Linked DNA regions of Mus musculus: regions 1, 2, 4, 5, 6 and 7 are each linked to region 3. The links are chromatin contacts, called in public Hi-C and promoter capture Hi-C maps. All regions are on one chromosome and are shown on one strand. Each heading gives the region's core, a stretch centred on a gene start, on an enhancer-like site or on the middle of the called end of the contact. The rest is flanking DNA. Distances are from core to core; before and after follow the strand shown. Region 1 overlaps Myt1l (myelin transcription factor 1-like). Region 2 overlaps Myt1l (myelin transcription factor 1-like). Region 3 has its middle 6.9 kb from the start of Allc. Region 4 has its middle 23 kb from the start of Gm15691. Region 5 overlaps Myt1l (myelin transcription factor 1-like). Region 6 overlaps Myt1l (myelin transcription factor 1-like). Region 7 overlaps Myt1l (myelin transcription factor 1-like).

Evidence for each region. Promoter capture Hi-C pulls out the DNA fragments that hold promoters and counts their contacts. A called contact is a pair of places that touch in the nucleus more often than the background predicts.
Region 1: a contact with region 3 is called in a Hi-C map of cerebral cortex, with 4 times the contacts expected there. The contact joins two enhancer-like sites. A contact is called at or near these places in 5 of 39 promoter capture datasets (the 3T3-L1 cell line, cranial neural crest, frontonasal cranial neural crest and 2 more), 1 of 484 Hi-C or Micro-C datasets (cerebral cortex), 1 of 115 datasets of contacts at active chromatin or transcription factors (bone marrow-derived dendritic cells) and 1 of 9 other capture datasets (liver).
Region 2: a contact with region 3 is called in a Hi-C map of cerebral cortex, with 4 times the contacts expected there. The contact joins two enhancer-like sites. A contact is called at or near these places in 4 of 39 promoter capture datasets (cranial neural crest, liver, maxillary cranial neural crest and 1 more), 13 of 484 Hi-C or Micro-C datasets (the HPC-7 cell line, cardiomyocytes, cerebellar granule neurons and 8 more) and 1 of 9 other capture datasets (liver).
Region 4: a contact with region 3 is called in a Hi-C map of cerebellum, with 4 times the contacts expected there. The contact joins two enhancer-like sites. A contact is called at or near these places in 1 of 39 promoter capture datasets (the 3T3-L1 cell line), 1 of 15 datasets of contacts at CTCF or cohesin (pro-B cells), 10 of 484 Hi-C or Micro-C datasets (B cells, the N1E-115 cell line, cerebellum and 5 more) and 1 of 9 other capture datasets (embryonic stem cells).
Region 5: a contact with region 3 is called in a Hi-C map of the N1E-115 cell line, with 3 times the contacts expected there. The contact joins two enhancer-like sites. A contact is called at or near these places in 6 of 39 promoter capture datasets (the 3T3-L1 cell line, 3T3-L1-derived adipocytes, embryonic stem cells and 3 more), 1 of 484 Hi-C or Micro-C datasets (the N1E-115 cell line) and 1 of 9 other capture datasets (liver).
Region 6: a contact with region 3 is called in a promoter capture Hi-C map of hippocampal neurons, with 9 times the contacts expected there. The contact joins two enhancer-like sites. A contact is called at or near these places in 2 of 39 promoter capture datasets (hippocampal neurons and liver), 2 of 484 Hi-C or Micro-C datasets (cerebral cortex and cortical neurons) and 2 of 115 datasets of contacts at active chromatin or transcription factors (astrocytes and differentiating embryonic stem cells).
Region 7: a contact with region 3 is called in a Hi-C map of cortical neurons. The contact joins two enhancer-like sites. A contact is called at or near these places in 8 of 39 promoter capture datasets (the 3T3-L1 cell line, the HPC-7 cell line, cranial neural crest and 4 more), 4 of 15 datasets of contacts at CTCF or cohesin (embryonic stem cells, large pre-B cells, pro-B cells and 1 more), 45 of 484 Hi-C or Micro-C datasets (the AML12 cell line, B cells, the Ba/F3 cell line and 32 more), 5 of 115 datasets of contacts at active chromatin or transcription factors (astrocytes, bone marrow-derived dendritic cells, differentiating embryonic stem cells and 2 more) and 2 of 9 other capture datasets (adipose tissue and liver).

The regions. Positions count from the first base shown.
Region 1 is chr12:29,739,049-29,743,103 of GRCm38.p6, forward strand. The region is part of intron 4 of Myt1l (myelin transcription factor 1-like); the gene reads left to right. Among named protein-coding and RNA genes, the nearest start is that of C630031E19Rik, 55 kb to the left of the region's middle. Within about 2 kb of position 1,628, at least 22 of the 459 cell types and tissues checked have an H3K27ac peak or open chromatin away from gene starts, as enhancers often do. A contact at or near this core is called in cerebral cortex, where this site is marked.
Region 2 is chr12:29,822,840-29,826,631 of GRCm38.p6, forward strand. All of the region lies in intron 9 of Myt1l (myelin transcription factor 1-like), which reads left to right. Among named protein-coding and RNA genes, the nearest start is that of Gm46346, 91 kb to the right of the region's middle. Within about 2 kb of position 1,477, at least 15 of the 459 cell types and tissues checked have an H3K27ac peak or open chromatin away from gene starts, as enhancers often do. A contact at or near this core is called in cerebral cortex, where this site is marked.
Region 3 is chr12:28,587,633-28,591,319 of GRCm38.p6, forward strand. No RefSeq gene overlaps it. Among named protein-coding and RNA genes, the nearest start is that of Allc, 6.9 kb to the left of the region's middle. Within about 2 kb of position 1,874, at least 93 of the 459 cell types and tissues checked have an H3K27ac peak or open chromatin away from gene starts, as enhancers often do. A contact at or near this core is called in the N1E-115 cell line, cerebellum, cerebral cortex and 4 more, where this site is marked.
Region 4 is chr12:30,035,015-30,038,855 of GRCm38.p6, forward strand. No RefSeq gene overlaps it. Among named protein-coding and RNA genes, the nearest start is that of Gm15691, 23 kb to the right of the region's middle. Within about 2 kb of position 1,852, at least 68 of the 459 cell types and tissues checked have an H3K27ac peak or open chromatin away from gene starts, as enhancers often do. A contact at or near this core is called in cerebellum and cerebral cortex, where this site is marked.
Region 5 is chr12:29,788,139-29,792,201 of GRCm38.p6, forward strand. The region is part of intron 8 of Myt1l (myelin transcription factor 1-like); the gene reads left to right. Among named protein-coding and RNA genes, the nearest start is that of C630031E19Rik, 100 kb to the left of the region's middle. Within about 2 kb of position 1,818, at least 65 of the 459 cell types and tissues checked have an H3K27ac peak or open chromatin away from gene starts, as enhancers often do. A contact at or near this core is called in the N1E-115 cell line, where this site is marked.
Region 6 is chr12:29,701,234-29,705,060 of GRCm38.p6, forward strand. All of the region lies in intron 3 of Myt1l (myelin transcription factor 1-like), which reads left to right. Among named protein-coding and RNA genes, the nearest start is that of C630031E19Rik, 17 kb to the left of the region's middle. Within about 2 kb of position 1,553, at least 76 of the 459 cell types and tissues checked have an H3K27ac peak or open chromatin away from gene starts, as enhancers often do. A contact at or near this core is called in cerebral cortex, cortical neurons and hippocampal neurons, where this site is marked.
Region 7 is chr12:29,870,899-29,874,664 of GRCm38.p6, forward strand. All of the region lies in intron 18 of Myt1l (myelin transcription factor 1-like), which reads left to right. Among named protein-coding and RNA genes, the nearest start is that of Gm46346, 43 kb to the right of the region's middle. Within about 2 kb of position 1,758, at least 83 of the 459 cell types and tissues checked have an H3K27ac peak or open chromatin away from gene starts, as enhancers often do. A contact at or near this core is called in the N1E-115 cell line, cerebral cortex, cortical neurons and 2 more, where this site is marked.

The DNA.
Region 1 (4,055 bases), core at 378-2,877, 1.2 Mb after region 3:
CACATTAGAAAAGATTCTCACACTGCTCCAGCGGGATCTTATGCTCAGCTTTGAGTACGTGATTACTGACCACCATCAAATAGATAATGGTGCTATAAGAGTGTGGCATAGCCACTAGAAATATCACTAAACTCAGGGAAAGCCTGCCCTGCGTAGCGACTCCTCCTCAACTGCTGCATGTGCAAAGCCTGCATGCTGGGACACAGGCCAGTCTTGATGCTTTCTATGTTTGCTGCAGATACTCAACTTGCGCCTTCATATGGCTGTCATGATCATTGCATTTATACCCCTGAGGGCTATGGTAAGGGTCAGATGAATGTAAGTGGCACTTGTCACATGGAAAGCCTAGTAGAAGTGTAACTATGTTTGTGACATTTACTGAAGTTTTACTGGTAAGAGCAGGGTTTGGGGAAATAACACAAACACTCATCCATGGGAGACTGCCTAAGAAATTGTGCTGCATTTATCTCATGAGACACTATGAGATTTTAATGAGTTCGATTATATGAACCTAACCAATCATCTCAAGATATGATGTTACACAAAACACTACAGGATCCAGAGATTTGTGTAGTGTCATTTTGTATTTTAAAAACACCTTTATTTGTGAGTGTTTGCAAGGGAAGGCAAGGCCACAGGGGAAGGCAATGGAAGGGGCTCCCTCAGAGGGGAGAGATTCTTTTGCATAGCCTAGTGGCAGATGTTCACAGGGCATGGTAATATGCATGCCGGTGTTCTTCCTTATAAGTAATGATGATCGTGTTAATATTCACTGAATTTTTGCAGAGAAACTCTGCAGACCAGCACAATAAAAGCACCCCAAAGACACAAGCTGAAAGTGGCTCTGTGGAAGAAGAAGGAGTCCCACTCGGGGAGTGGCGTGTTCCCTAGACATGCATCAGGGACACAGCAGAAGAGAATGCTGAGGTAGAGTGCAGTGGTATATGGTAGAGTGATGTCCATACAAAGCACAGAGAGAGCTGGCTCTGAGAGAATGGGGCTCTCACATAGAGCTATACAATCCAAACCCATGGAAGGGGACACAGGGACAGGAGGCTCCTTGAGAATAAGGCAAGAGACTTGATGAGAATTAGAGCACTGGCTTGGGAAGAAGCGCTGAAGTCTCGGTGCATGCATGGGCCAACCCTGTGTGAGTGGACAGAAGAAGATATTCCCAGACATCTTCAATACGCTACTCAGCCCTCCCAGAGCCTCATGAGGAAGCAGAGGTGAAATCAGTCCACAGCAGAGGGTCTATTCCAATATGGTGTTTTGTGAGCTGGTGGGTGGTTCAGAGGATGATCTGTAAATTACTCAGCTCTTGCCCACATTTTCCATGTATCACTCTGTAGGAACCTGTCCCAGGCCCTCACCCAGCAGGCTGCTGGGCCAAAGCTACTGGGTACTGCTGCTTCACTACCCTGGAGGGCAGGTAACACCCATGCAATGCTACTCAGCCTGCTGGAAGCCTGCTTTAGAGCCCATACTCTCCACAGAGTGAGGGATGCAGCTCATCTCCAATCATTTCATGGGAGAATCACACGCCCGACTCTCATTAGTGCTAATGGCAGCTTCTTACATAAATTTTACAGGGAGAGAATGTGGGAGGCAAGCCACTTTCTTTTACTCCTCACAGGTTTTCTTACCACAGGCTTCATCCCTCTAGTCTGGAGCTGGCTTCTGTGTGTTATCAGGTACCTTGCACTCGAACTGCCAAGTCTCTTTACTACTTGGTGATGGACTGTAAGCAGCACTCTGTGCTCACGTGTTCAAACACCTCCTACTTGTGCCATCCGCCTGGCAAGCACAGAAATCCAATTAGTGCAACGGATCCAATGAATCCCCATGTGTCGCTTATACCTGCTGTGAATGTCACTCCGCTCAGTGATAATGGGGCCTGGTCCCAAAATAGAGGGAGGGAGTAGAAGGCCAGGAAGACAGAGTCCTCAGTGAGAGCTGAAGTATATTTAAAATGACTACAGACACCAGCCCCTTCTGAAGAGAGAGCCAGCCTGTGATGCCAATGTGATTTCAGGCAGAAGAGGCTAGATATATCCATCACCTGGTCTCTATCCTCTCTGGGTACAAGAGGACGAGGCTCCACATGCTCCTGTTATCCAGCATCCATTCTTTCCCCAGAAAGATATAAATATAAAGCACAAAAAAAAATAATCAGTCTCTGTTCTTCAAAATGATAATCTGCGTCTTCCTCTCTGTTTTAAGTATCTTCAGTGGTCAATTTGATCTAAGCCGTTAGTCAGCTGGCAAGAGGAATCATACGGAAGAACTGGCTCCATCAGACTGGCCTGTTGCCATGTATCTGTTGTGATATTTTCTTGATTGTTGATTGATGTGGAAGGGCCAAGTACACTGCGGGTAGTGACACTCTGAGTAGGTGGGCCTGGTATATACAAGAAAGGTTGCTGAAAATGAAGCTGGAAGCATGCCTGTAGTCAGCGGTCCTCTCTGTTTACTTCAGTTCTTGCCTCCACATTCCTGCCTCCAGATTCCTGCCTGGAGTTTCTGCCTCGGCTTCATGATGGGCTTTAACCTATAACTCAAATAAGCTCTCTTCTTTCCAAGTTGATTTTGGTCTTTATGTTTATTGCAACACACCAAAAAACTTTCCAATTAATCAAATATCCCCTTGGTCCCAACTATGGCCTCATCTCTGACAAAGATGACATGAAAATCAGCATTTGTTCCTGGATATTCAGATGACAGACTTTTGCATACATACTCACAACTCGCACCTTTATCCCCCATACCGCAAACATCACAGGGCACTGAATGACCTGCTGCAGGCTTCTCTGCAGATTTTGGTGGTGGGTGTGGGTGGGTGTGTACACAGGTGGGAGCATTTTGGGGGTGGCAGTGTGCAGAGCAAAAGACACCCTTTGTGAGCCTTCTTCCAGGCTGGGACAGAGGCTAATCCATGGTCTGAGCACACCACTGGAGCCTGGATCAGCCAGTACTAAACAGAAAGCCTGATGTTTGAGGAAAGAAAAAGGCTAAGATGGGTGGCCTCCCTCACTGCGCATGGAAGAGAAGGGAAAAGAAGAAGCTGTGGAGTATGAGGCTTAGAATGGTTCCACAGCATACCCAAGAAATGATAGACTATATGCGAATGAATGGTAGGCAGGTTTAAGAGACTACTTTACCAGCAAAAATGCCACCATACTGCAAGCCTGGACCATGCATGTTATCTCATATGACCCTCATGCACCTGGAATGATGGCAGTCATGATGACTGCTCAGCAGAGGAAGTCTCAAAGATATAGGTTGGTACAGAGCTAGGCTAAGGATGGAACTCGGGCTTTGGAGGCCCCACTTTTAACTGTTACTCAGTATGACTCCCCAGGGGCCAGAGTGATGAGAAAGTGAGGAAGGATTAGACAGACGTATTCTTCAGCAGTGGAGGGCCACCATTTACAGGCCCAGGGACCCTACACTCCATCCCTGCAGAAGCTATTGCTGTCATGGGTCTTTTTCTGATACAGCAGTAGGCACAGTCTCTAAAGACAATGAGGAATGGAACAAGGCTTGAGTGTATTTTAGGGAAAGACAGGCAAGAGGGCAGCAAAGGGGATTCATGCAGGCACATGGCTACCAGAGGCAACAGAGGCTCATGTGAGTAGGGTATGGTCTTCTGGTATATTCTGGCCTTATCCTAATGAAGACATAGCACAGTAGGAAATAAAACTGAGGGTTGTGCTTCCTAGGAGAAAACAACAAGCCAGGGAGTTCACAGGCTATTACAGTGATTCTACAATGACTCTACAACTGGTATGAACAAGATGAGGTACTGAGGGCCTGCAAGAAGGTAGCAGATACACTTCAAGAAACATTGGCCCTTGCATGTTTGCTCAACAGCTTGTTGAGGTCAAAGTGTGGGAGAAAGAAAGCAAAGAATTTAGGAGGGTAGAGCCCTGGTAGAACCATGAGTCTGTGGTGACAAGCATGGTATTGCTGTGGGCAGGAACTTGCTGCAGAGAAGTCAAGGGATCCAGGATTTGGAGGGTCCATTGGAATGAAGACAGACATCTTGTGGACTA
Region 2 (3,792 bases), core at 227-2,726, 1.2 Mb after region 3:
TCTATTTCAGACACGCTTTTTAGAGACAAACTCTACTACAAAGCCAGTGCATGGAGTTCCAGCCATTCTAGGAAAATCTTCCAACTAAGTGATTCTGTCTGCTCTCTGTGTAGTATAAAAATATTTCTAACAGTCAAACTTAGAGGAGGTGAGTTGTGGCAACAGCATTTATAAAGCCCTCACGGGAAGAAAAATCACTTGTGTAATCCAGTTAACAAGGAGGCTGGTAGCTGACTGGTGATCACATAGGCAGATCTGGGCTCAGCCACAAAAGCACCTCTATCTCTAGGCTCGTTTTCATCCTTTGGAAGTAGATCAACCTAAACTTCTCTGATTTCCATTCCCATATGAAAATTCTGATTTGCCTCGGAACACCTGGGCCTGGACAGGTTGGGAGGCGGCCCGGGTCTCAGCCTGGCCCTGGTACTCTATGAGATGACTAATCTCAAGCGCAGTGCAACAGAGGGAACACAATATCCTCTCTTCTCAGCACACTGTGGTATCCATGTTCCTACTTTTTACTGAGAACATAAACATGTGCATTTATTTTCTGGAAAATGCTTTGTTCATCACAAATGTATCCCCTGACTTTGAGAGAACATTAATCACTAGAGAGAAACAAGTAATATTGACTCCTGAAAGTTTTATAAGTTAGAATATTTGTACCTCATTTCTTGTCCTTGACTAGTACAGAAAATTCTGGACTGTTTGCCAAGACCCATAGTTATGATGGAGTCTTTTCAATGGTAGCCTCGGCAGAAAGACAACAATCTGGTAAATTATCTGAATACGGAAAACCAGACATGGGATTCTAAACACTTACCATGACATTCTAGTCAAGGCCAAGACAGGGTGCTTGTTTAGAATCGGTTTGCTAATGACTTGGAGCCTGTTTGCCTCCATTTAGTCCACATAATTAGGAGTTAACTTTAGGGGAAGCCTGGAAACAGTTAAATACTGGTAACCATAGGAATTCTATTAAACTGTAAGGGTTTTGGCCCTAAATGTCATTTTCTCAGCCACTTCCACATTTGCGCTGTCATTCACGCGGCCTCAGATGACACTGAGTATTAGTAACTTGAAGACAGGCCAAATCGTGCAGCACTCTCTGTCTTCAGATGCATTCCCCATAGCGTTTCCAGATTCCCTCCTTGAATAGGCTAGCTTGTCCAGGCATCTGTTCTGGGAGAGAAAGGATCAGAGAACAACTAGCACCCATGCCAGGCATTTGAAATACATGTAGTCTGTGTGCCTCACTCTGGGGTTTGTGGGAATTTGCGAGAAGGGGGCAGGCAGATAATTATCCCTGCCATACAGATGAGTTCATTATGACTCGGAAAGGTCACTACGCAGCGAGAGTGATGAGACCACTTGCATAACTCCTAATGTCGTATCTGCCTCCCTAGAGCACCAGAGTATGTGCAGTGTTCTCCCAATGTACTTCCCTGTGAGAGGCAGGCCTGCTACACATGATGGAGAAAGCCTGGCACTTTCCTGGTACTCAGACAGAGAAGGGGCCAACCCTGTCTCACAGTTAGTTCCTCAGCTTCATGAGTCAGCATGGCTGGGATACTGTGTAGGGCAGCTTGTCCATTTTCTTTTCATCTTCTTGGGGAAAGGTGACATAGAACAATAGTAAAGGGCTGAGATGGACTCCTTAGCCACGCCATGTAGAAAGCAGGGCAGGCAAAACCCTGAGGATGATCCTGCGGTGAGTAAAGGGAGGGTTAACAGCATTACACCTCCCATCTGCTAGTAAAAGGCTCATGAGGGCCTTGTCCTTTTCCAGCGCAGAAGTCATTTCTGACCTTAGAGATGCAGCAGGGATTCGACAGGATTTCCCCCCTGGTTATTACAGTCAGTGACGTCCTCCTCCTGTGTGTGTCCATGTGGGTATACATGTGTGTGCAGGTGTACATGTATAGATGGCAGCCGGAGCACAACATAAGTGTCTCCCTCTATAACTTCCCACCTTAGTTTTATAGACAGGATCTCTCACTGAACTGATCTCAGTAATTAGGCTAGCTTGGCTGGATACCAAGCCCCAGGGACCCTCCCATTGCCATTTCCTCAGTGCTGAGATTACAGGCATGTACCACCACACTTGGCTTCTATGTGGGTGCTGAGGATCAAATTCAGAACCTTATGCTTTCACAGACCACTTTCCTAACTGAACTTAGACATAGGGGGAAAAGAGAACCTCCCTAAACTGTCCTCAGACCTTCACACATGTTGTGGCACATGTACCTACACATCATCAAAGACACACAAATAAAATATAATGTTTAAGTTTTTTAATTTTTCAACTTGTGGCACATACTCTCCACTTCTAAATCCTGGTTTAAAAATTCATCTCATGGTTGATACTCTATAGATAATAGTGACAATTACCCAAGATATCACTGTTGCTATGTATGGATAGAATAGCTTTGTAGTTCCCAAGGACAACCTAGTGATAGCCCATGAAAAGTGTATAAATCAAAAGAATAAAAAAAAATCACATTTCCAAAAACTCATGAGAACAAGATGTCCTTAACCCTTAAAAGCTGAGCTGCCAGTCAACAGCAAGGTGTACATCTGTGATTAGCCTTCCCACAGTTGTGATTATGTTTGCTAGCTCTCTTTTCTTTCTTTTTTTTCTGTTCTTTGATGACATTTTTACCCTTATAATAAGGAAAATGGTGCAGGCAGAGTGTGGTGAAATGAAGAGGTTTGTGTCCAGAGAGACACAGAATCTGGTTCACACAGCAAGTGATGCCCTCTAACTAACACATGCTGCTGTTTAGAGAGTGGGTCAGATCCTAAATATTTGTTGACTCCAGGTGGGATGCTATTTTCAGTTATTGCTATATTGAGCTCCAAATCTCTTTTTGCTAACATGAACCTTTTCTGCATAAAATCCATAGCGAAAGCACCAGAGGTTCAGTATCTCGGCTTTAGTCAGCTGGTGTTTGTAACTAGTCGATATGCCTCATTCCTCCAAATCATTATCAAACTCTGAAAGTTCTCTAGCATTTGAATCATGGAAACAAAGGACAGATGTGAAATGGCATCCATTAACCATCCAACCAAAGGGGAATGTGTTTGAAAACTCATTTATTATTATCTATGTTTCGCAATGCAGATGATAGCAATTGTGTAGAGTTGTGAATAGAGATTCAAATCCCAACTGCTCTCTGAGTGAAAGCCAAATGGGTACTGATGAAATAGAGGGTTTCCGTCATGCTTAACATGGACTTTGAAAAACACTTTAAGTATTCTGAGGTTGAGTACATCTTATTCAGGTTTCTTCAAGCCGATGAGATGTGTGAATATATTATTACCACAGGTCAAATTAAATGAGAGACAGGTGAGTGCCACAGTTAACCAGCCCCTGCTAACCCAGAGACATTTGACCACTGTGCATGCCCAAATTGTTCAGACAGAAGACAGGCAGCCTTTGAGCTCTTCCTTCCTCATGTCACTGTAGAGCTCCTGTCACTTCACTGTGGGCCTCCAATCACTGACTGGAAGCTATCACACTCAAGCCTCTCAATCCAGTGTTCTTATGACAGAGTGTCCTCCCTGTGTGACTTCAGAAATCTGGGGTTGTCTTCCATATTGCCTAAATATGATTGGAAGTAAGTCACTTAAAGGGGATTACAACGAATCTCTAGAGTTAGCAAAAAGGAAAGTTCAAGAACTTTTAGAAGGCTGGTGATGGGATGTCTATAACTGGTATGCCAACTGTTGGCTCTGAATAAAGCCAATGCAGGTAGTAAATTAGAACATATGTTTATCATATTTAGTGGC
Region 3 (3,687 bases), core at 624-3,123:
GAGGAAGGAAGGAAGGAAGGAAGGAAGGAAGGAAGGAAGGAGGGAGGGAGGGAGGGAGGGAGGGAGGGAGGGAGGGAGGGAGGGAGGGAAGGAAGGAAGGAAGGAAGGAAGGAAGGAAGGAAGGAAGGAAGGAAGGAAGGAAGGAAGGAAGGAAGGAAGGAAGGAAGGAAGAAAAGATGTAGGAGTGATATTACACAGTAAAATCTATACATGATTATTGGGTGTATAGTTGCCACCATCCCACTTAGGGACTTTCCTTCCAAAACAGAAACTGGATAAATGCATGCTTTTCCAGGACCTCTGTCTCCAGAGCAGAGCACAGATGCACACAGGCTGACGGGGTTTTTTTGTTTTGTTTTGTTTTGTTTTGTTTTGGACTTGTGCGGTGCACAATCTGTGCATCACATGTGGCCCTGACCCCAGGTACGGAGACACACAGATTTGCCTGCAGGCTCTGTGTGGGAAAGCAGTGATGTACAGGCACATCAGTAAGCCAGCTTCCATGGCAACAGTCTCAGCAGCCTGGCAACAGCATCCACAGCCACAGTAGCCAAGGAACCCACACAGATCTGCACGCAATGTATGCAATGTGATTCATGGGTTTTGTTCCTTCCATAACCGGTGCATCAGGTTGTTCCTGTGGCTTCCCAGCAATTTATTTCTGTGTGAATTTACCAAACTGATCTTTCTACTTACAGCTTAAGTAGCATCCGCTTTGGAATAGGTCTGTTTAAGTGAGTTGGGTTGAACCTGTTGACTGGGTCAGTGGTTAGCTGTCTGCTTGTGTTTTTAACTGGACCCCAGCTAGAATTTCCTGAGATTTCAGTTGAGGAGTTGCCCCTATCACATTTGCACATAGGCAAGTCTGTGGGGTGTTTTCTTGATGTGTGATTGATGTGGGAGGGACCCGCTCACTTTGGGTAGTGCCACCCTGAGCAGGCGGTCTTGTGTTCTGTAAGGAAGCAGGCTGAGCAAGTCGCGGGGCAAGCCAGGAAGCAGCATCCCTCCATGGCTTCTGCTTCAGTCCCAGCCTCCAGGTTCCTGCTTGAGCCCTATCTCCCCTTCATGATGAACTGTGTGGCCTGTGAGCCAAATAAACCCTTTCTTCCTCAAGCTGATTCTGGTGGTGGTGTTATCACAGCCACGGAGAAGCAAACTAGGAGAGCGCAGGGCTCAGCTTCCTCCCGGCCACATTCCCCTGTGGGCACACAATAACAGAATTTGCTCTCAGGGTTCCCAGACATCCTTCAGTCACTGTGTGACATGTAGGCTAGAGAGGAGAGCCTGATCAGCTGGAACGGCCAGGTGAATGGCTGCCCGTGAGAGAAATGATAGAGCTGAGCCCGACAGAGCAGAAGTACCCTACATCCATCTCTCCCAGGATCTTTTCCACCAGCCTGGGTGAACCTTTGCACTGGGACTTCAAGGTGCTGGCCATGGAATCTAGACATGCCACATCCCTCCACCTACAGCCATGGCCAGGGCGTTCCTAACTAGCTTTACATTCGCTCTGCCTAAATGGCCACTAGGCTTGTGCAAACACACTCCAGTGGTCTCTTGAGGGTGGAAAACCACAGAGATAGGTATGGATGGAGCCATTTTCTGAAGAAGGGCACCATGGCCTTGGCCTCCCTTCCTAGCCTAGAGTTCTCCTTCCCCACTGCTCTGCCCTCCTTTGTTCTGCCTCTCTCCCTCTCCTCTCCCTTTCTCTCTTACTGACTCTCCCTCTCCCTTTTTTTTCCCTGTCATACTCCCTCGTTCTTGAACACATGCACAAGAGAGAGAAAGAGAGACAGACAGGCGGACAGACAGACCTACCGACCGACCAGAGACTATTTGCTAGTGCCCCGGCACTCCTCCAGCTGGGCAAACCTCTCTGGCTTTCTCTATCTTTCCCACTGGGTGGCAGTGTGGCACCATGCATTGACATCCCTGACCCACGGCCCGAGGCTGTCTCTTTGCTCATCTTATCTCAGCCTGTACTCCTCAGAGGATTCTAAAGAGGACACCCACGCCAGCTTTCCGGTCACGCCTCACTGCGGCACCTAATGAATCTCAGCTCTCGCCTGAGCCGCCACAGCCCTGCTGCGCAGCCAGCCCCGCCCCCACCCGCCCCCGGTCTGAACTGAGGTTCCCTCCTGAATCTCGGGAAGGGAATTCAGGACGGAGGTCTGGCTCCGCGCCCAGGTGTTTGTACCTAACCTGATCTGCTTCAAAGCAGTCACCGTAATGTAAATGTACCAGGTATAAACAATGGCTAGAACGCCGTTGCTATGTTTTATATTAACACAAATTTGCCTAAATGGAGCTTAACAGAGGAAACTACAAGGTGCCTGGTACTTCTAATCTCCCATAAGGTGCAGAGCAGAGCAGAGCTCTGGTTCACCTTCCGTTCCAGTTAGGTATTAATGCCGATGCAAGCCTAGGTATGAGAGTAAGTTTGTAAGACATCCTAGAGCAATGGTTCGCAACCTTCCTAGTGCTGCAACCCTTTAATTCAGTTCCTCATGTTGTGGTGACTTACATTCGTAAAATTATTTTGTTGTTACTTCATAACTGTAATTTTGCTACTGTTATGAATTGTAATGCAAAATATGCATGTAAATGTCTCATCCCAGCTTGGGACATGGCTGGGCCAGTTGCTGTGAACATACAGCTGCTCGCTCAAGTTGACTTCAAGAGGTCAAGGCGTTCATGTTGGAGAAGGGAAGGGGAGGAGAGAAGGGAGGGCAGACAGATCCCACTGTACAGGAAGATAAAAAATTCCCTCAGGCAGCCCCCGGAGCACTGAGAACTAGGCTAGAGGGCGTCCCTGATGACCCTCTACCCGGTTATACGGCAGCACTCTCACACAGAAGACTCCAAGGCTCACCCTCGCCTCCAGGATAAGTGGACACGAGGCAAGGGAGAGATTCCACGGGCAGCAGATGCCACGGGTGAGCAGGGAGATGTAGACACCTCCTCAGTGCTCTCCAGGGCCATCTGGGTCCGAAGACATGCCCATCCCCCACCCCGACCTGGAGCAGAGCAGTCTCACACACTGTGGATGCTTAACTGGACCCGGGTAGAGTCTCTTTCCCATTTGACTGCCATATATGTCAAGATGTTACTCAAGCACGTTGAAGGCAGCCCAGCCACTCGACAGCTAACTCCACCCCTAAGAGGGAAGATGCAGAAGGATGCTGTTCGCCACACTGACCGCTGAGAGGCAGACTTGTAAGGGATGAGGCTAGACCACCCATGAATGCTCCCTGGCACCCTCACCCTGACTTGCTCCTCCTTCAGTAGACCCTCTCTTGCCTCCCCTGCAGAAAGCTTCCAGGCTTGAACTGAGAGCTGACCATCAAAATCATAACGGTGGAGCCCAACTTCCTGGTTGGTTTCTCCTTCAGATAATGTCCGGCACGTCCACATGATGAGGAGACTGGATACAAGTGCAGCCCTGTCTGTAGCATGAATCTGTGGAAATAGCATGTAAGAAGAAGTCCCAGGAGTCCCCAAAGCCCAGTCTAGAATGTCAACCCTCAGAGAAGCCAGAACAGGCAAACCACTGACTACTGAGAGACAAACCACTCGTGGAACAAGGTAGATTCAGAGACCAGAGGGGGTTTCCACTCTTCCTACCAATACCTAATTAAGGTGTGCCCATACATGCTCAAAGGTGCTCACACAAGCTTCGCCCCAGCC
Region 4 (3,841 bases), core at 602-3,101, 1.4 Mb after region 3:
TATTTTAAGACACATAAACACAGGCTGAGCGGTAGTCTGATCTCCATTTCTAACCACACAGTACCACAGATGGGTGAGTTATGAAAAAAACCAAACCAAAACAAAACCAAAAAACCCTTATTTTGTCCCGTGGTCCTGGAGACTCAAGAATGAGGGGTTGCATCTGGTGATGGTGTCTTGCTGGCAATTATGAGACGCTACAGTGCATTATATTCTGGTGACAGTGCACAGTGTGTGTGTGTGTGTGTGTGTGTGTGTGTGTGTGTGTGTGTGTGTTCTAGACTCCTGTCCTCTTCCTATAAAGCCATTACAATTTAATCACAGCTCCACCCTAGTGACCTTATCAAACCACAAACACTTCCCACGGGCCCAATTATTAAATCCCATAGTTGGGTTTTCTTTTTTTTCTCTTCACATCTCACAGAGGGATTAGTTTCAACACAGGAAGACTTGAGAGACCCACACAAATTCCATCCAACTCAAAGCAAGCTGTCATAACCAAGCAACACAGACAGGCAGCTCAAACAACACAGATGTTTTCTCACCATTGAAGGCCAAAGTTAGAGATGAAGATGCTGGCAGCTTCCTGTCTCCTGAGACTCCCTCACTGGCCTGTGAAGGGCATCTTTTCCAGTGTTTTCACGTGATGGTCCCTCTGTATTTTTCTGTGTCCTGACCTCTCTGTAAGGACCCCAGTTGCCTGGATACCAGAGTGACTTCCTTTCAACATAATCACCACTATAAACTCCTACTTCCAAGGACAGTTACACTCTTGGGTGCTGGGTCTGAGATCCCAACTTATGCATTCAGGGCACACTACAGACCTTAAAGATGTACAAGGCTGGAGTAGAGGATGCCAGCCACAGACTGAGTTTGCTTGTCTGTACCTGGAGCAAGAGAAGAGTGCTTTACCTAGAGCAGAGCTCAGGCAACTTTGCCCAGCTGCTCACCAGCCCAGCCTCTGGTCCCAGCTACCCTCCTTACCCCACTACCCACCATGACCCAGTCATGCTTCCCTGCCTTAGCCTCCCTGTTGGCCTATTGTCTCCCTGGCTTAGCATCATTTGTACCAGCTGGCCTCACATGCTGACAGCCAGCTCCAGCTGGGGTCTGCAGTCTTTCTCTGCTGTTCACAGGAAGAATTAGACAAGGATAATAGACTTTGCTTTCCTCAGTTTCCCTACCTGTATCTTTGGGTATGAACAAGGTGATCTAGATTTCCATGTGGGTATACCCAAGTGTCTCTGGCCACAAAGGAACAGTTCAGGGACTTCAGTGACTATCAGCCAGGTTGATGACAGAATGCATGTCCCAGGGACTCATGGATGCCAGGGAGAACATGGTCCCTGATTCATCCTATAACCAGCTGGAGCCTCTGTGGCTTGGGAAGAAACCAGATTGTCTCTTGGGAAATGAGATCTTGCTTGGACCTAGAGTTAGACTTGATCCTCCTGCTGTGTAGAAATGGACATTCCTGTGAGAAACTCCCTGTGCACAGTGACCTAGCCTTGACCTGAGGGCAGAGAAATGCAGTCTTTATTAGTCCAGTGTGTGTGCATTTGTGTGTGTGTGTGTGTGTGTGTGTGTGTATGTGTACATGCACATGAGTATGTGTCTCTCTGTGCTTGTATACAGTGCATGGGGGTACACGGGGGAGTCCTCTTTGGACAGAAAATGCATCTTTAGAGAATGACTCATTGATTTGGGATAACCTCAACACCCGCCTTCTCAGTACAGTGTCCACAAAGGCCACGAAGCGTGGGAAATGTGTAGCTAGGCAGCTTAGGGTGGCCTGGCAGGGCAGCCAGAGCAAAGAGCCAGGGAGGCCCCTGCTCTCTCAAAGCCTATTTCCAACAAAAGACTTTTGTTTTTCTCTCCAAGCCCCTGTGAGCCATGTGGGACTAGAGGGCCAAAGTCTCTGCTGTGGTACTTTCCAGGGAGAGGTGCCAAAGAAGGCTGAGACACTGTGGTCACAGCTGTCCCACAGATGAAGTGGGTACCCCTGAACAATGGGGTGGTAAGCATGGAGGCTGGGTATTAATGAGGCTCCCAGCTAATTTGGGAGGACCTAGCATCCTTTCAGAATATCCTGGTGGAGTTAAGTGAGGCGCTTAGTGAAATGCCTGGCCCAACTAAGGCAGGGAGGCAGAAAAGGCGCTCACACATGCCAGTGGCCTGCCTTTACTTTCCAGGGGAGTCTGTATTCTTGGCTTCCTGTAGTAACCTGGAGCTTTATTTGCCCAGTAGGCAGGATCTGGGGCCAGGGAGGGTTGGCCTTGTTCCATGTCTCTGCAGGGACAAGGCCTGGGATGGTGTCTTCCTAAAACTGATACCTCCTTGAAATGTCAAAAGAGACACTTTAAAGTTTAGGTTCAACTGAAGTGAACAGCTCTGGGCTGCGTTCTGCACCAAACCTTGAAGACGGTAATGGTTTGCCTAGAGGAGAGTGTTTCTCATCATGGGGTTTTCCTTTATGGTCATTCTCTACATGTTTTGATGTCCAGGGACCCCTCTGCCTGTCCCTGAAGCATAGCTTTCCTATGGAGCTTGGCATGGTGGAGACCCTGGGAGATGGGGAGGAGAAATGGCATGATGAGCTGTCTGTCCTGCTGCTCTGCAGATGGACTGTCCTCCTGATAGCTACTCAGCTACTTGGCCTCTCCACAAACACCTCAGTGGAAAGCCTGGTCCTGGGAGGACTGTGCTAATCCATTCCGCGGTTAGCAGAAGAAACTCGAAAAGCCATGTTCATATTGACTCAAATGTGAGGTGTGTTGTTTACTTGAAGGTTTGGAATGTGGTTCCTGGTGGTGTGCTGGTGAACCTCGATTTATGAGGAAAGCTCCCATGGCCATAACTGAATGCTAATAGCTTCTTAGACACAGCTCTGGGCTGTGCGGAGCTCACCCACCAAGGACACTCAGGCTGGCAGCCTCATGGTTTTCTCCACTAGACTTGCTGTTATTGCACAGCTGTACCAGCCTGGCACTCTTTCTGTTGACATTCAGGCTCCTACTAGTGGGAGTGGCCATGCCCAGACCACCAGAGGTCTGCTGAAGTCAAGAGCTGCTGGAAGCTCTGTAAAGCAAGGGCCAGAGTTCCAGAAGAGAAACACTTTTCCAATGTTTACCCAAATCCCCAAGATTACATGGAATGTGGGGGCTAGCCTATCCATGGGGGAGGGTCCAAGCCCCAGCTCAGGGCCAGAGAGGGACCTTATAGATCAAAAGTCTGTGATGGATATTTTTAAGTCTACTCGACATAAGCCAAAGTCATCTGAGGGGGAGGGGAGCCTCAATTAAGAAAATGCCTTTATAAGATCAGGTTGCAGGCAAGCCTGTTAGGGCATTTCCCTAATTAGTGATTGGTGAGGAGGGCACAGCCCATTGTAGGTGGTACCATCCCGAACTGGTGGTTCTGAGTTCTATACGAAATCAGACTGGAAAAACCCACAAGGAGCAAGCCAGTAAGTATCACTCACTCTTTCATGGCCTCTGCATCACTCCAGGCTCCAGATTCCTGCCCTGTTTGGGTTCCTGTTTTGATGTCCTTTGATGATAAACTTTGATGGGGAAATATAAGCTGAATAAACCCTTTCCTCCTCAAGTTACTTTGGTCATGGTGTTTCATCACAGTGACAGTAACTCTGGCTAAGCTAGAGGCTGGCTAACATGGAAATCTATCTGTAGAACGATTCTTCAGCCTGGGCTGTTGTTTGTGAAAGCAAATGTTGTGGCCCTCAGTTTCCTCAATGTCTCTGCTGCCTGGGTCTCTCCCAGGTGCTAGGATGATCAGTCCCCAGGATGCCGTATCCAGGGTGTATATCTTTGGAGGTTGGCAA
Region 5 (4,063 bases), core at 568-3,067, 1.2 Mb after region 3:
CACTTGAGAATCCCAAATGTATGGTGCAATTGGAGTTTCACTTTTTAGACATGTACAGAAAACCTCAGTCATTCTGAGTTCCTGAAGTCTTAGGTCCCAGAGCCTGGGTACCACTGCACTTTCTACCCAATGTGCCCAAGCTGGCTTGTAGGACCTGCAGGCATTTAAAGTGACAAAGACTAGGTCTTCCTTGCATGCCAGAGTATGGGAAATGGGACATTTGTAATTCACCAGTGTGACGTTCAGCAAGTTGCTCTGTGGCTTCCTCCTGACCTCACCAAGCAGGTGAGGGCCCAAGGTTTAGCATCTCAGCAAGTGGCTCTTTGTTAGCAACTCTGCAAGTGTAGATGGCCCTTCATAGGCTTCAGAAGACCCTAGCATTGCACAGGCACAGGGTGGAACCTGTCTCTGGACATTTCAGGTGTCCTTCCGAAAGCTGAAAGCTGGTTCTTTCTGGCTGGATGGCAAACAAGTGAAAGAAACAATTGCCAGCCTTGACGGTGTGGGTGTGGCCCAAATGCCTCATCAGCAAACGCCATCATTCATCTGGAGTGTTTATGAACCATCCCTGAGACATGAGCTATGAAGCCAAATGTCCAAAAGTTCCCACAGAAATCTATTTTCATCCTTAAAAATCCCTGCTACTTTATTTTTATTAACATTGTTTTAATTTTCCCAACAAAATTTTGAAATAATATTTAATACAGGTTGGTTTAAATACTATGTAAGAACTGGAATTTAACTTTATTCACAAAAACGTTATGTGTATATTCTTGAAATGAATTAGATTTGCTTGTGCATAACTGATTTCTATAAAAGCTTCCCACATCCCCAGGGGTGGAGAATAAGGGGCTCACGGCCTGGACATATTTGCTACCTGTGTGTTTCATGAGCCTTCTGGACTGATTTGAGAGTTAACCAATTTCATTTACACTGAACTCTTTACTGAGATATTGTTTACATGAGTCATTAGTGAAGCATGGGTTCTTGCTTAACTAATACGTTAAGCATAACTTAGGCTTGCCGTCTCTGAGCACTTCACAAGCACCCTGAAGTTAGGGGATGAGAACAGCTATATCTCAGCCCTCACCAATTTAGCAAACACTGAGCTAAATCTTTCAGTTCCCATTTTTAAATTTACAAGCTTCAAATGGTAGCTTTTCTTTTTTTTTATTAGGAAATTACTGGATCCTCGCTAGCTTGTTGTGCGTACTCCTTGTTCAAATTCTCTTCCATTTCATGCACCTTTCCACCCACCAGCGTGATTGCCAGGGCAGCCGGTGGGTGAATAATTGCCTGTCTACACAGGAGCTTGCTTGGGAGCTAAAGTGGAGGGCTGGCTTCCTGATGTATGCACGCCTCATTTGGATTCTGCCAACAGCCTCGGGGTGATATTATTCATGCCTTGACAGAGAGCACTCACTAAAAGCTTTGGAACCCAGCCAGGTACTGGCTGAGAGATAGGGGAGCAGTGCAGCTTGCAACTGAGAGGAGCATCCATAATCCAAAAAAAAGGGGGGGGGGGAAGAAAGAAAAGGGAGAAGGAACAGAGAGAGCCCCTATGCCATCCTCTTTGCTTTCCCTGGCTTCATGTAGATAGAAATTTCATTTGCATTGAAATAAAACACCCTAAAAATAATTGCATTTTTTCCCAACCACGCTTGAAAGTTTAACACAATTTTCCACGTTTAATTGCAAAGCTGATTTTAATTAGTAAGGCCCCGCATGTGAAAAATGAAGATCCACTTGGGTGCATGGATACATTGCAGCGTCTGCCGGATGTTCTAATTAACGACGGGGCTGCCTTGCAGCAGGGCGCGCCATGGGATGTTTATAAGGGATTCAGAGCACACAGCCACCTAGCCAGCCTATCTGTGTTTACTCCCCTCCGATCTTTATGAGGCATCATTGTGCCTGCCGTCACCTCATCCATAAGCTTTATGGCATGCCTGTCCTTTTTACTGTTTGTCACCAATTCTGTAAATCACGAGTCAGGGCATACATATTTTAACATTAATTTGAGAGCAGACCACAGCAGTGCAAAGAGAAAAAAATGTCGAGACCTAGGGATTTATCTGGGTGAAGTAGCTGTCCCTGATCACTGCTACTCTGGGTCCGTACTAGGAGCTGTATGTGTGCAGATACATTTGGGCACCATCATTTTGGACTGTGGTAGCAGTTAACCTTTATTATTACAGTAAATCCTTTATTTTAAAAAGTCTCTGGGCCATTTTTCCTAAAATAAATAAATACAATAGAATAGAATAGATAAATAAATAAAAATAATAATAATAAAAAAGTCTGCTGCTGTCTGCCACACATCGGGCCCCTGCATCCCCCATGACTCAGTGGATTTGATTCACAAAAAAAAACATATTCATAATATGTTTATATGTATTCTTTATGTTTGGCCAATGGAATATACATATATATATATGTGTATGTATATACATATATATATATATATATATACTTATTCTAATAATTCTAATTTCAAAGAGAGGAAGTCATGTTCTGGCTCTAAGGGCTTTGATATGAATAGGTCAAGTCTGGATTTAGCAATTAACCTCATCCTGACAGCTTGCTTGATGACCAGATACATATGAACATAACCACTTTGGAACATGAGCAGAGTGTACACCAGAAATGGATATGTAGTGTGGCTGGTGCTGACCCACCAAAACGTCCATGATTCACTCTTAAACTCATCTGTGAAGGAGTTATGGGAAACAGCAGCTATTTCTCATATCTCCATATGCCCAGAGATGACATCTATGGAGGTAGTAGCTTGCTTGTAGGCAGGTGCCAGCGGTGCTGGCCCGGCTGTGCAGTAAGGAACAGGATCCTTCAGATCCTCAGTATTGTGACTCCAGCCAGTTCTCACCTAAGAGGTGGTATCTGCTGACAATGGCTTTCTTATGGTTGGCAGTGTGACTCTGAGGGCTGGGTTGGAGGCTGCATTCAGAAGATGCTGCTGGGAACATCTTCTCAGGGATGTGTGTCCCTATGTATTAGAGAGGCGGGGAGATAGAGATGAGGTATAGGGAGGTGGAAGAATTCAGGCTTCCAGAGGGGCTGATTTAAGATGACTTGGAAGACTGCTCCATGACTGGTACATTCAGCATTTCCCATCAGTATCCAGTCCATTTCATGTTGCTGCTACAAAATGCCCCAGGCTGGACTTGGTGATTGACCTTGTATGTGGGAGCCTGAAATGGAGACCTGACTCTAGTAGGCAGGAAAGCAGAGGCTGAAGGGGACTCAGCAGCTCAAGTTCTCCAAACCCAAGGCCAGGTGCCAAGGGCCTTGTCCTGAGTGGTTGTATCCCCCTGATAATGCTTTTCCTATAAGGCCCATCATCTTAAAGGCGTGAACACCTCCCCACCACAGTGCACCCAAGTGGAGGGAAAGCCACGTACAAGCAATTACACACACTGGAGACTTTCACAGAACCTCGTATTAGCAGTGCTGACTCTTGTTCTTTCCATCCATGCATCTGTAATGCAACTGTCATCATTTATATTCACACTGAGGAAATGGAGGAGTAACTGGAGGTGCCACCTAGACTCTTAACTCTCAAAGACCTGTTATGTATTCTCTGGGCTCCCCACTGCCTTACATAGACCAGTGTGTCCAAATTTTTGTACGAAATTATGGTTAGAAAACAAACTTCTGGCAGGAGAGATGGCTTAGCATTAAGGGATAGACTCACAACCAGAAATATATAAGAAAACAAACTAAAGTTAGAAAGAAAGAAAAAACAACAATCTTAAAAGGAAGCAACACTTCCTGGCTGTGGCACTACCTTCATCCAGTGAGACTTCAGTATTCTGTGTAGCTTTAGATATTGTCAGGTGCACACAGGAGCTTATAAGATCCATCATTAACCCACCTGATAACACAGATGCAAACGTGAACCCACCCTCATGTATTCTTGATGTTTGGCAAATGGATGCATGGCCCAGAAACTCTGAAAAGGCAACCTCTAGGTCCTATCAAGATCTGCTGTATCTGAAACTGTGGGTAGGGCTCAACCATCTGAGCTTCAGTGTCCCAAGGATTC
Region 6 (3,827 bases), core at 303-2,802, 1.1 Mb after region 3:
GTAGCAGAGGGCCCAGCCCTGCTTGGCTATGACACCCAGATCTTTCACAGATGCATCTCATCACCATCAACTCGGTCCCAGACTTTCTTAAACTCTAAACCTTCTTCCCTTGCACCACGGCTCTCAGTTCTGCAGAGACCAGGAACTGGACAGAGATAGCAGCTATACTGCCTCCATTGTGTTATGGCACTTCCATCGTTTAAGGGAAACAGTCGGTCTGGATGAGCAGGTGGCAGTTTAGCCACCTTGCCTCAACAGCAAATGACAAACAGGATCTGAGACTGGTTGTGAATAAGTCTTTGTGCCATGTAACAGGCAAGGGCTGCAAATGTGAGCACAGGGAATTTTCTGTGAAAACCCTGTTTTTTTCTGGGTACTTTTTCCTGAGATTCCATGGTAAGCCTTACCAAGCTTTCAGGGTTTAGGGAATGGTTTTCCAATGTTCGGTCTTCCAGACTTCCTTTTATGCTTTTCAAACTGAATAAAAACAAAGAGGCCAAAAAGGGAAGCTGCCCTTCCTCTGAAGGGCTATATCTAGATCTTTCATCTTGCTGAAAATCCCGAGATGGTCTGCTGAGAAGCAGGACTGAATCTGCTTCTGCAGGAAGGTCAACACTGGATGGGCAAAACCGCACCTGCTCCTGTGATTTAGTAACTTCCACTAGCGAGTGGCCGCTGGGGCTAAAGAAATCCTGTCGCTGTCACAGTGAGAGTGAACAAAGGAGCTAGCCTGCCTACCTTTGGGGGGAGGGGGATGGAAGCCACTGGGTCTTGTCTGTGCAGTCTTAGCTTTGTTTCCAGGTCACCAGTGCTTTTATTGTTTAGCCTACTGGTGCTATGAGGAGTTCTGAGGTCCCTGCTGGGCTGGGCTTGCTGTGGGAGTATCCAGACCTCTCAGCCGTCAGCAGGCTGCCTGGCTCCCAGGAGGTCACTTCAGGCCTGGCCATCTAACTTTAACAGCTGTTGGCATCTCCTCATGTCCTCACAGGCACTGATAGAAGCAAAAACATTGCAAATCCTGCTCCCTCTGTGGCTTGGCATGGCCACATGTCCCCAACTGCAGCAGACAAGAGGATAAATCCTGGTTTTTGCAAAGGCTACCATGCATAAGCTGATAGTCAAAGGATCTTCCAGTTCTTCCCAGGGTGTCCTAGGATCCCAGCCTTTGCTCTCTGGGTACCAGAAGCAATTTTCTTTTCTCCACATTTGTGACATCATGTGTTTCCACACATCACTAGACAGTCACTGAGAGAGAAACTACCTACTGTGTAGAATGAGGTGAGACTGGTGGCTCCGAATAATCCACTGCAACCATTCATTTGAACTCTGCCTAGGTTGTCTGTGTGACCCTCAGAAACAATACCATGTAACCTAACTCCTGAGTTGCACAAAGCTATTTCCTTTTTGTTCATATTATTTGAAAAGCATAAAATATTTGTACTGGTAAAAAGGTAATTTTGTCTCTTAAAGGCCACAGGAAAATGAGGCCTGTATGTCCCTTTGTCCAGTGTTTAGTTTTTGGCAGCCTGCCCAGGATTCAGCTCCTTCCCATCTCTGTGAGGAGAGACTGAGATCAGCCTAGGAGCTAGGCACAGATGGGAGTGTTCACGGAGCACTCTCCGGCTGCGAGCACATATCCTGCAGAGTGCAGAAGTCTCTTTGGGAGCCACACGCAAGTGTAACATGGGGATATGTTTAAATAGAAGAGCTTCAAAACCAGTTTTGTCTAGCCATATGTGAAGGACTGTGCACAAAGGAGCTATTTCTGGTGCTCTGGGCTCAGCAACCCATAGTGAACCCCGTAGTAAGCTCAGAGCATCTCATGACCAATGGCCTTTCTCCCGAGAGTGAATCCCACAGGAACAGCAAGAGGGATGGTATGGGAACAGGGACAGGGGGTGGAGAAACAGGAGTCAGTGAGGGAGGCCTCTGAGTGCACGGCACTGGAAGTGTCATCAGGAGGACCTCACCAGCTGACATCCATATCCAGGGAAGGGAAGGAAAAAAGAGGGAAGTAAGCCAGGGCATGATGGAGTATCCCCAGCACAGACAACCAGCCAGAAGCATGGAATCCCTTTGGAGAAAAGTGTTTGCTGCCCATCCCTCTAGCCTGGAGGGGATGCAGAGCCTGTATGCTCAGTGACAGGGGCTGAAACTCCCGGTTCAGATTCCCTGGCTCAGTGCTGTTGGGGAAGCCAATCTTTGCACCTAGTGTCCCCAGCACTACTTCCTGTTTGTGGAACAACAGGAGAGCCTTGGGGGAAGCCTGTGTGCTGTGGAGGGCACCTTCCCTTTGGTAGAAATTGTGTTTCGTGCATCTGACAGACCAAACAGCCAGCTGTCTGTCATCTCATGACTCAGCGTGATTCCTAACACTTCATAAAAGGAGCAGATGTGTTTCGCTGGCATTTCATGGGGGGGGGGGGAAGCTACGATGACACTTCCAGGTACAACCCCACCTGTGTTTGTAGAGTGGTGCAATGTTTTCTTGGCTTTTGATCAAGAAACAGCACAGACGCTGTGGCCACCCACCCATTGTGAAGCTCACATTCTGACTCCCATGCCGTTTAAGTACAGGATACTGTGGCCTCCCTCACAGGGCTGCGGTGACCACTGTACTAACAGAAAGAGGAGGCACAGTGTTATTAATAGTTTAGAATCTAGTGCCACTTTGCTCCCAGCAGCTCGGCCCTTTAACTGTGGGCTGGTCCTGCTGCTACAGTGGTCCCTCTCCTCACCTGTAATGGGGACTTTTTTTATATCCAGTACCTGCTGCAAGGGGAGGGCCTGCTATCCCGCTCAGGACTCCTGCCCTGGGTCCATTTACCAGTCACTTATGCTTAGACTGGAAACTCATTGACAGCATTTTCTAAAGGATACTCTCCCAGAATTGGCCTACTATGTGCAATCTCTCTCTGAGGAGCACTGTCTCATGACATTGCAGTTGTCTTTGGGGGGGGGCGGGGAGGGTTCGAGACAGGGTTTCTCTGTATAGCCCTGGCTGTCCTGGAACTCACTTTGTAGACCAGGCTGGCTTCGAACTCAGAAATCTGCCTGCCTCTGCCTCCTGAGTGCTGGGATTAAAGGGGTGTGCCACCACACCCGGCTAACATTGCAGTTGTCTTATGCCACCTTCTGTGTTGCCCAAGCTGAAGTAAGCAAGCATTCTGCACACGCAGCCTGCAGACTAGAGGCCTCTTTTATCTGTCCTCATGCTGTATATTCAGAGCAGATGGTACTCACTTGCTGTTTATGCCACAGCCAGTGATCTCTGTTCCCCCATGCTATAGAAGGAATGAAAGCTCAGAGAGGTTGAGTAACTCTGCCATGGTCACAGAGCAGCATGTTAGAGCATTGCAGTTTCCAGGGTAAGAAGCCATCAGATAGTTTTAAACTCCTGTTTAAAACTATGGTAGACACACTGTGACTTTTGTGGCCTTCCTTTTCCTCTTTTGACATGATTTATTTGTAGTACCTGGGACGAGCCTGGTAGAGATGACTATGTTCCCAGACTAAGGACTCCATTGGCTGTTACCATGACACACTGGAGCTGGCTACACCAAGCCCAGCACTGGGATCATTTTGCACATGGCTGTGAAGCTTTGAAAACTCACTCTTGCCACAGCCACACCCTGGCTTTCTGCTAATTGACAGACAGAGCCGTCAGTTTGCTAAAAGCTGTGGTAATACCCTTGGTCACCACAGGCCACTTAGAAGTTCAGTCTCGATACATGTAAGTATGCGGAGAGCTCGCACTCCACAGATATGGCTTAGCGTTCTGCTGACATTGTACTGTCTGTATATTGTCCTATACCTGTCTCTCCCAG
Region 7 (3,766 bases), core at 508-3,007, 1.3 Mb after region 3:
GGTGGCTCTTGTGGGTCTGTCAGGTGTCCAGCTCCTCTTCCATGGATACCTGGTAACACAGTTGGTTTTAAGTTTGTCCCTTTTGGCATCCTATGGCCTGTGGCAGAGTGGGTAAGGCAGGAAAGCTGGTGAAAGAAGTAGAAAGGGAGTGGATGCTTCCACACTAGGCACACTGTTTCACAAGCATCAAACTGTCACAGAAAGGTGACTTCTTGGAGGTCATAACTTTCCAAGGCAAACATTGCACTCGAATAAATTTGCTAACATTGCCTTCCACAAAGATGTGATGTTCATTCAGTCTTTCCTATCCAGAGGAAAAAGTATTGCTGGACTCCTTTTCTGTCTCCAATAGGCAATGCTGATCTGTATGAACACATAGGTCCCCCTAGAGCAAAACAGTTTAGATTCTATAATGGGTCTGGCCGGTATGGTCTTACCCCCAGGAGAGGCATCATGGTCTCCAACCCAGATCTTATTTCCTCCCTGATGGACAAGAGACAGAGGACAGGCTGGCTGAATAGGAACTTCGTATCTGTATCCCCTCCATCTCCAGAGTGCAGTACTCCCTTTACAGTCAACTTGTAGATCAGGAAAGACATACTATATCTCTGTGGTCAAAGCCACACATACTTACCCATGCACACTTGCCCTCATGATGCATACACCAATTTGCACATATGAACACACATGCATGCACATGTCACATGTACATGTTTAATTGTGTATATATGTAGTGTCATGCACACACTACATACATATACATACTATATCATATATGATATATACGCATGCCACAAATATAAACACAACGTGAATATATGACTCATAGATAGGTGCACACACACACACACACACAAACACACACTAACACTCACTCTCATACACACAGAACCAACACATAAGGGCAAGCCTAGAGTGATTCATCAGGTTGATGAGAAGATGAGACCTGGTATTTCAGGAGACCCTCCTCCCAGTGTACTTTCCAGAAGGCTGTTTACTGGTTCCCTGGACCATTTTTTTAAATGACCATAGGGCAGTCCTCTAGCACCCCAAAGCATAGGACTCTGGTGAACATGCTTTAAATAAGACACCGTGTTATGTGCAAAGAAAAGTGCACCAAGTGATTTTGACCTACACTTGACACAAGTATGCCCTCTGATCTCTGAAATAAGGTGACCAAGACAATACCATGGTGGCCTGTGCCACAGTCTGTCCTATCTTGCAGGGTGACCTCTTTGTCTAGAGGCCCCAGAATCTAGGATTCTATGGAAACTTGTAAAGGCAAGGGCTGAGGTTCATACCTGAACTTAAATGAATCCAAGCCTAGTTTTGTGCTAGAGACTGCCCTGCCTACAAAGGAGCCTCGCTGTCTAGAGGCTGCAGAGCCCAAGATTCTGTTAACAGATTCTGTGTTTGTACATTTTCCCCATTCTACACGCTCCTTATAACGTGCAGTGAGCTAAGCCCACTTCATTGGCATGCCTCCACCCTCCCTGGGGCATGAGGCCACCTACCCCTAGAGCACCTCCCCATCTCTTAAATGCTGGCTGCTCAGCACCTAGGAACCTGATCTCGCTTTTAAAAGAAAACACAAAAACCTTGCACATTGTAGAATCAGTCTGCACCACGGGGATGACTGAGAAAACTGGGAGCCTGGCAACCAGGTTGCCATAGCAACTCACTCCCTCTTCCTGCTTCCCTTTGCAGCCTCAGGGCAGGCCTAGCCTGGCACAGTGTGCACAGAACAGGCAGGATGTAGAACGCCCCCACTGCAGCAGGAGGTTTCTGAGCCTTCTCTCAGGCTGGCGGCATCTGCCAGCATCCTGAGTAGAAAGGAAGCCCTGAGGCCTGCTCCACACAGGCACTGACCATGTTACCACTACAACCTTATCTCCTTAGAGAATTCCCAGTTATGCAGGAGGCCCTTCCTTCCCTCCCTCCTCCCCTCCCTCCCTCTCCTTCTCCCTCTCTCCCTCACTTCCTTGTCATACCTATTCTTCCCTTATAGCTTACATAAGACAAATCATTATAAAAACGTGATTCCCTTCCTAAGAGGCATAATTTTGGTATTAGCAGGTGACACTTCTGTTAATATTCATACTGGGACAGGCACATCTTGAAATAATTATCTTAAGAGTAGCCAAAGTCATTAAAGGGTCAGTAAATAAAGATGCTGTTAATATTTGTGCTAGCCATGTCAGCTAACCCACAACATGTTCTTTTATTCAGAACAGTTGAGATTCTCATATTAATGGAATATAATGAATTCAGTGAAGACTGTACAGCAAGCGCCTGTGCCTATATGTTTGCATTAATGGGAATATCTATATTTAATCACCAATTTTTATTGCACATAGATCCTGCAATGTGCAGAAAAGCCTAGTGCTACCCAAGTCCTGCTCTCCAAGTTCTCACCTCCCCTTACCCTGAGCCCCTGCACTCCACTGCCTTTGACACCTGCCCCTCCTTGCCTGACCTCCTGCCAGCATCTTCATGACAGATCCTCTCTCCAGATGTGCTGTTGTACCCTTGAGGACAGAGTGCTTGTTAAGACTGGGTAGTTGGCAATTCAGAGTAGCCTGGTAGATGTTAGAGCCAAACTCCCAACAGTGGAATTCCTGATAGGAAGGGGAAGTATAAGAATAGACATTGTGAGCCCCAAGCCAAGATAGAGTGCCTCCAAGGTCCTGGTCCTGATGTGGGTCATCTGATCCTGAGAGTCCCTCCTGCCAGTGCCCATGTCGCCCTAATATTATACCAGGGGTTTGGAGAGTCTCCTTGCAACTCAGCAGGCTGTAGTTCAGGCTACCCTCTTCCCTTATGTTGCTCTTCTGCTGAAGTAGGGTCCCCCCTCTTTGCCCACCCCATAACTTTTAACGTTGTCATCATCATCTACAATGAGGAGAGCCTAGACATAGATGGATATGTCTATACCAGTCTTCCAGGTCCTGGCAGCACTCCCATTGTCCTGGCTCTCCTCCTAAACCTGTATTAAATAAACACTCTTAGGCATATATCTATATTCCAATATGTGTTCTTCTACCTGGGCTTGCTCCTCTTCCCCTGGGTTCCTCCGTTTCCCTATCATTTTTTTCTCCAGATATATGCTTTTGTGCTTCTTATATTTGCTAGCAGTACATGTTCCCTATCAGCACCCCTCTTTCCTCTCCACTTGCTCCCCTCCCATGCGCGTGAGCACACACACACACAAGCATGGTGAGTAATGCCTTGATTCTCAAGCTGAACACAGGTGGGCACTCCTCATCTTGGGAAAAATCCCTGTATGCTTCTTTCCATCCTCTCTGAGGGAAGGCAGACTCTGAGTCAGGAAAAAGAACAGGGGTCTGGTAGGATATAGACAACTTGCTTCAAGCATGGTGACTGTGGTCTGAAGGTATGCTTGTCTGGATGGTTATCTAGACCATCACAAGATGATTCCTACATCACTCTAGAGGTCACAGGTGTCTTTCTGCCCAAGGAACACTAGGTGGGCTCTAATCAATCACCAAAGGTCACTAGCTACAGAAAATGCAAGGATCTCAAAAACTAGCTGATCTTAAAAAGTAAAATCAAAACAAGATCTAAACTTGCACACCCCTGACTTCTGTGGCCCTAACTATAATCCTATATGCTGGTATGCATGTAAAGATGGATGTAAGACTTAAAAAAAATATATCCACTCTGAGAACAGGATGTTTCAACACTTAAGTAGGCCTGTCTGGGTATGTCTGTATTTCCATAGTGCTGTGAGCTCTACAAAGTCAAT